Linked DNA regions of Sus scrofa: region 1 is linked to region 2. Evidence: chromatin contacts called from public Hi-C data. All regions are on one chromosome and are shown on one strand. The core of a region is the stretch at or near the end of the contact, and the rest is flanking DNA. Distances in the headings are between cores, read along the strand shown.

The links. Hi-C and Micro-C count contacts between places; a contact is called where the count stands out from the background.
Region 1: a Hi-C map of liver shows a contact between it and region 2, with 2.8 times the contacts expected there. The contact joins the enhancer-like site here to the promoter of ETNPPL in region 2. A contact is called at or near these places in 1 of 5 promoter capture datasets (liver) and 6 of 47 Hi-C or Micro-C datasets (embryonic fibroblasts, liver and skeletal muscle).

What each region holds. Positions count from the first base shown.
Region 1 is chr8:113,421,956-113,425,439 of Sscrofa11.1, reverse strand. No RefSeq gene overlaps it. Among named protein-coding and RNA genes, the nearest start is that of OSTC, 23 kb to the left of the region's middle. Within about 2 kb of position 2,194, at least 6 of the 83 cell types and tissues checked have an H3K27ac peak or open chromatin away from gene starts, as enhancers often do. A contact at or near this core is called in liver, where this site is marked.
Region 2 is chr8:113,361,330-113,364,899 of Sscrofa11.1, reverse strand. It overlaps ETNPPL (ethanolamine-phosphate phospho-lyase), which reads right to left and starts at 1,853. Exons shown (of 13, transcript XM_021101686.1): 1 at 1,594-1,853. The coding sequence starts at 1,649.

The DNA.
Region 1 (3,484 bases), core at 945-3,444, 60 kb before region 2:
TGACCTTCCTTCAGCATTTTTTTTGGGCAGCATATGGAGGTTCCCAGGCTAGGGGTCTAGCTATAGCTGCCGGCCTACACCACAGCCACAGCAACGTCAGATTGAAGCCTCGTCTGCAACCTACACCACAGCTCATGGCAACACTGGATTCTTAACCCACTGAGCGAGGCCGGGGATCAAACCCGAAACCTCGTGATTCCTAGTCAGATTCGTTGCTGCTGCACCACAAGGGAAACTCCTGACTTTCACCATTTTTAAGTTAGGAGTGCCCCAGTACTACAATTAACTTCTTTATTTGTAAAATAAATGGACTGGATCAGATGACTGCTAATGCCTCTTTCACCTTTGATATTCCTTTCATCTCTAATTTTCTGCCACGTGGGTTTTCTATTGTTTTTAAAATTTTTTGGCCATGCCTGTGGCATTCGGAAGTTCCTGGGCCAGGGGTCAAACCCATGCCACATCAGCGACCTGAGGTGCTGCAGTGAAAACTTGGGCTCCTTAACCTGCTGTGCCGCAAAGGAGCTCCATGGGCTTTCTAATCAGTATCTGCAGGGCTGCAAATGAATTCCATTTGACCAGCAGATGGGGCTCTTGATAATAGAATAAGACGAAACATGTATTGAGCACCGACCATACACCAGGCCTAGGTGCAGTCCTGCTGCTGCCTCAGATTTACATGACCGTGTTCTCAGGCCTATCTCTTTCTTTCTTTTTTTCTTTTCTTTTTTGCCATTTTCTTGGGCCGCTCTTGCTCTCGGGCGGCATATGGAGGTTCCCAGGCTAGGGTCGAATCGGAGCTGTAGCCACCAGCCTCCGCCAGAGCCACAACAACGCAGGATCCGAGCCGCATCTGCAACCTACACCACAGTTCAAGGCAACGCCGGATCGTTAACCCACTGAGCAAGGGCAGGGACCGAACCTGCAACCTCATGGTTCCTAGTCAGATTCGTTAACCACTGCGCCAGGACGGGAATTCCCTCCCCTCAGGGCCTATCTCAAATGCTTGTTTTGACATGTAAGAAAAGCTTTCGAAAGGAACACCTGCCATTTTACTAAGAAGGAGCTTTTCCCTGTGTGATTACTGAGGCCCCTCCCAATGCTAAGTGCCACGATTTGAGGCCCAGAATTAAGTGACCTTAGGAGCTTAGGACTCCTTTGCAAAGGACCTGTTCTATCTAATCATCTGTGGCTTTCAAATACCTCCCAGGAACTCAGGAGCTAGAAACTGGCCTCTTATTAAGGATTTTGTGATCATAAATAGGATACAGAAGCTACAGAGAGTTCAAGAATATTTTCAGTTTACATGCAGTTTTTTTTTTTGGCTGCGCTTGCAGCCCGCAGATGTTCCTGGGCCTGGGCTCGAACCCACACCACAGCAGTGACAGCTGCTGGATCCTTAACTTTCTGTGCTGCCAGGAAAAACTCCTACATATACATTTGTTATACCTAAAATCTTTTATCCACAATGTAACAATAATACTAATACCATCTTTGCCTTACCCCCAGGTATCAACTACATGATGCTTCAACATAGGAAGTAGAATAATCCAGAAGTTTCTGAACTTTTGTTCTCTCTTTGTGTCTCTCTAAGCTCTCTTACAGTTTTCCAGTATCGATTATTATTACTTTATAAAAAGCCACCATGAATTATAGGGTGGTCATTATACTGTAACATTTCTAAGGAAAAGAAGTCGCAAAATAAGAGCTGCCTGGAGTTCCTGTTGTGCGCCAGTGGAAATGAACCTCACTAGCATCCATGAGTTCTTGGATTTGCTCCCTGGCCTTTCTCAGTGGGTTTAAGGATCTGGTGTTGCCCCATGCTGTGGTGTATGTAGGTCACAGATGCGGCTTGGATCTGGCCTTGCTGTGGCTGTGGCACAGGCTGGCAGCTGCAGCTCTGATTGGACCCCTGGCCTGGGAACTTCCATATGCAGTGGGTATGGCCCTAAAAAAAGCAAAAAAAAAAAAAAGATAGGAGCTGCCCTGCTGCTGGCAAGCCCATTTAAAACTGCTTCAACAATCAAATAGAAGATTTGCCAAATATTTAAATAACCTCTCAAAAGTAGGCCAGGACAAACCAGTAGTTCTTCCATTGACTAAGCTTGGACATGCGTCCTGTCATGAGAGGTGATGTTCCCGCCTCGCTGAGGCTCCAGAGGTTGAGTAACCTGTGCAGGTCTTTGCAACGAGCTCGTCCTCCCAGGGACCACATGGCTGGAGGTCCCTGCCCTGTTCCGTGCCCTGTCAGCACTTTGATAAGAGCAGGCAGGTGCACCAGAAAAAGCTGAATCCTAACTGTGTCTAGGGGTTTGGGGGGTCTAGCCTGTGAAGATGTGCTGTTTCTTTTTCTCCCCCTTCCATCCCCTGCGGACCCCCCAAATGTTACATAATGTGGCTGTTACTAAAGTAAAACTTTAATAAGGAAATTGCCTCTGTATCAAGGAGGTTTGTTGTTTCCCTTGTCTTTGGAATTTATCTTGGATCTTTTCCTCCGAGTATGTTAATCAGTGTTTCTGAGCAGACAGGGAGTAAACAGGGAAAGTGCTGATTCACTAGCCTTTGCACAGCGCTCCATTCTCTAGGACATTTAACCTTTTAAACGCCTAAGTCTTGTCCTTGAAAGGAATTGTTTTTTTTTGTTTGTTTGTTTTTTACTGTGGAAATCATTCAAGGAAGTGTGGGTATTAAAAGAAGCTAACATCAGGAGTTTCCTGGTGGCCTAGTGGGTGAAGGATCCGGTGTTGTCACTACTATGGCTTGGGTCATTTCTAGGGTATAGCTTCCATCTCTGGCTCAGGATCTTTTGCAGGCTGCAGGTGCAGCCAAAAAAAAAAAAAAAAAAAAAGTAGCTAGTATTTATTGAATTAAATTAATTAATAAATTAATTTATGTCTTTTTAGGGCCACACCCGTGGCATATGGAGGCTCCCAGGCTAGGGGTCTAATCGGAGCTGTGGCTGCCAGCCTACACCAGAGCCATAGCAATGCCAAATCCAAGCCACATCTGCGACCTAGACTACAATTCACGGCAATGCTGGATCCTGGACCCATGGAGCAAGGCCCGGGATTGAACCCACATCCTGATGGATACTAGTTAGATTCGTTTCCGCTGAGCCACGGCAGGAACTCCCACTTTAAGCTTCTTGAGGCAGAACCTGGTCCCACACACTGGGCTGTATGCAGTGCTACACAAATCAGAGGGGTTCGGTAAATCCTCTGTAATGATGGTCACATTATTTGCTTATTTATTCACTTGTTCTTTTTCTTCTCTCTCTCTCTTTTTTTCTTTTTTCTTTTCCATGTGCAGTGGCTTGATGGTGGAATCTCAGTCCCCAGACCACAGATTGAACCGGGGCTGCAGAAGTGAAAGTGCCAAGTCCTAACCACTAGACCACCAGGGAACTCCCTCTTTTCACTTTTATTATGGAAATTTTAAACACAAAAGAGGTGAAAGAGGAATGATTAATATAATAAACCTCTCC
Region 2 (3,570 bases), core at 604-3,103:
ATTTAATGGGAATTTTTTACTGGATCAAATTCAGCTGTTAGTGAACAAGTTGAAATCCAGAAAAGCCGTCTGTTATGAAAGTGGGCTGAAAACTGCAGACTTCATCTTGCCTTACTAATGCACTTCCCACCTTGTCACTCAGTCTTCAGGTAAAATTCTTCTCTCACTTCATGGTTAAATTCCTCCTTCCACAGAATTTTCTCCGCTCAGAAATCATTATGTTTTCATTGGAATCTGAATTTACAGGATTAAAAACTAACAGAAAGGAGTAGTGATTATAAAAAGGAAGGAGGGGGAGTTGCCTGGTGGCCTAGGGCTTAAGGATCCCTAGCTGTCATTGCTGTGTCTTGGGTTCAATCCCTGGCCCAGGAACTTCCACATGCTGCTGGCAAGAAAGAAAGAAAAGGGGGCAAGGAAGTGATCAGTGATTGGGTAACGAGGGAGGTTATCTGGCCGTGTTGACCCTATTACGGGGTTGAGAGAGATTTAACTAGTCTCCCAAACCACCTAGAAACTTCCTGGGTGGAGATCAGAAGATTTCTTAAATTGCCCAGCATTTCTTTGAAGAGGTTATTTTCTTTCTTGGGCAACCCCCCACCCCAAACCTGCTGAAGTGCTTGTTAATTACATGTAACTGTTAATTGTGAACAGCCACAATTATTTACATGCAGTTTTTAGGAAAACCAGATCCCACATTAATTTCACTTGCTCCCTCCCCGTGAAGTGGAGTTATTCCTACTTTCATAGATTAATTTCACAGAGGTCACAAGGTAACTTGACACTCCACCAGGACCAGAACTCAGCTCTGACTTGAGGTTGGGTCCTGGAGACTCACCAGTATATTCTCAAGTCGTTTATAATACCAGCAAAACAAAAATAGACTGGAGAGAACATTCCATCTTTAAACCGTAGTGAGGGCATGGCTGGGGAGACCAAGGTAAGTGACGTCTCTTACCGTTAAGAAAGTAGTTTCAAAGTTTTCTGTTTTACTGTCTGGATTAACCCCCACACGTCTTAACCAAGTGTGCAAGGAGAAGAAGTTCACTTTAGACAAAAGCTGTCAGAATTAGTTTTCATAGCCATCGTCAAAAATTTTAAAAGTTCATGATTTTGAAAAACTTTCAAGAGTTCCCTGGTGGCTCGGCGGGTTAGGGATCCCGCATTTTCACTGCTGTGGCTTGGGACCGGGATCTTCCGCAGGCCAAAGATGCAGCCCAAACACAAAACTAAAAATAAAGAGAAAAACTTTGGAGTTGGTGGGAGTCTACCATCTCCCTCCCAGAGCTCATCCCTGCAATGGTATTTCTCCTTCAGTGGAGATCAGCCCTCACGGTCAAGTCCCCCGGCCGGCCGGCAGCCCTCCGCACACTCCGTGGGCTGCAAAGCGCGGGGACCACTCTGCAGCCTCCTGGGAGGCGGTCCGCGGGGATAGCGGGGTCCCGCGCGCTCCGGGGAGGGCGGCGACGCAGGCGCAGGTGCGGCAGCCCGCAGGCCCCCACCCTCCCTCCCGGAACCTCCCCGCTTCAGCTCTGCGCCCCCTGAGCTGCTGTTTTCCCCTCTCCGCGCCTTTCCTGGGGGCTGGGGACCCCTTACCCGATGTGCTTCCTCCTCAACGCCAGGGTGTCTTGCTTGCTGTACAGCTCGCACATGGTGGCGGGATGCCGGGGGCTCCCAGGGGGCTCCCTTCTCCGGTCCCTGCGCCTCCCTCGCGAGCCTGCCCCGGCGACTTCCCTCAGTGGGTCTCCTTGCCCGGGGCACTGGAGGTCCTGGGCGGCATCAACTAGCTAAGGTCATCTCCTTTTAAATCTTGCCCTGCCTTTGCCCTTCGCCAAGCCCCACCCTCCTCCTCCCCACCTCTGGCTGGTGCCTGCTAGGCAAGTCCTTGACTAGCCACTCAGTCGCCACCCACCCCCGCCTCCATCCCCAGTCCAACTGGCTCCTCTTCCCGCCCTGCTGCCCACTTCGACTCCCAGTCCCTGCTACGTTTTCTAGTTTGGCTTTTATTTTGCTAAATTTGCCTTCTCATGGCTTTTTTTTCCTCCTCTGCCGGTTCCTTCCGTACTTCCGACTTTTGTTTTCTTCTTCTTTCCTTCCTTCTTTCTTTCCTTTTGTGTCAATCCCGTTATTCCCTGTATACATGCAAAAATAGGGGCTCTCTGGAGCTATCAGGACTTTTGTCTTCATTCCCTCTCCGAGAATATCCCTATACCGCAATCTACTCAGCAAAATTAACAAGTCACATGCCCCCAGGACACATACTAGGGACTCAGGCTGTTGCTTGTTGGGAGTGACAATGTATATCTAGTTTCAAACATCTGCTTTAACAATAAGTCCTCTTTTGATTTCTCTGGAGTTATTCAAACTACAAACTATTTACTTGACTTATCTGGTTCAGTCCTCGAAACACCCTTTTGTGCCATGAGCCTGGGAGTTACCATCCTGTTTAACATACGGCAACAATGGAGTTATTCCTTGTTCCATAATTACAGATCTGATGGTGAACTTGAAATTCATTCCTCGATTTCTTGACCTCCTTCAGGATGATCTCACACTGATCAAATTTGAAGCTAAATATGTGGACAGAAGGAAACCTAATTAACTATAACATTAAATTGTAAGTCATTTGAAAAACTAGAGATCATCTAATTTATCACCTCTAGATAAGGACAGTTAGGCACAGGAAAGGTAAAATCTCATTCAGGGTCATGCAGCTACTCCGCCCGTAGAGTTTAGACTAGATCATTTCATTATTTGTTTTAAAAGACCGCTCTGGGTTAAGGATCCAATGTTGCCGTGAGCTATGGTGTAGGCCAGCAGCTGCAACTGCGATTTTTTTCTTTCTTTTTTTCAATTCTTTTTTTTTTTTTTTTTTTTGTCTTTTGTCTTTTTATTGTTGTTGCTATTTCTTGGGCTGCTCCCGCGGCATATGGAGATTCCCAGGCTAGGGGTTGAAGCGGAGCTGTAGCCACCGGCCTACGCCAGAGCCACAGCAACTCGGGATCTGAGCTGCGTCTGCAACCTACACCACAGCTCACGGCAACTCCGGATCGTTAACCCACTGAGCAAGGGCAGGGACCGAACCCGCAACCTCATGGTTCCTAGTCGGATTCGTTAACCACTGCGCCATGACGGGAACTCCTGCAACTCCGATTTGACCTCTAGCCTGGGAACCTCCATATGCCCCAGATGAGGCCCTAAGAAAGACAAAAATAAAAATAAAAGACAGCAGAGAAAACCTAATTTACCCATAAGAACACGGTAAATATTTGTAACCAATATTTCTCTCGAATAAAGTTGTTAATAATGCCCTGCAGGGAGTTCCCAATGTGGCTCAGTGGTAGCAAACCTGACTAGGGTGGGCGCAATCCCTGGCCTTGCTTGGTGGGTTATAGGATCTGGCGTTGCCATGGTAGGTGGCAGACTCGGCCCAGATTCTGTGTTGCTGTGGCTGTGTCATAGGCCGGCAGCTGTAGCTCCAGTTTGACCCCTAGCCTAGAAATTTCCATATGTCCCAGGTACAGCCCTAAAAAAAAAAATAAATAAAAATAAAAATAAAAAATACCCTTCAGG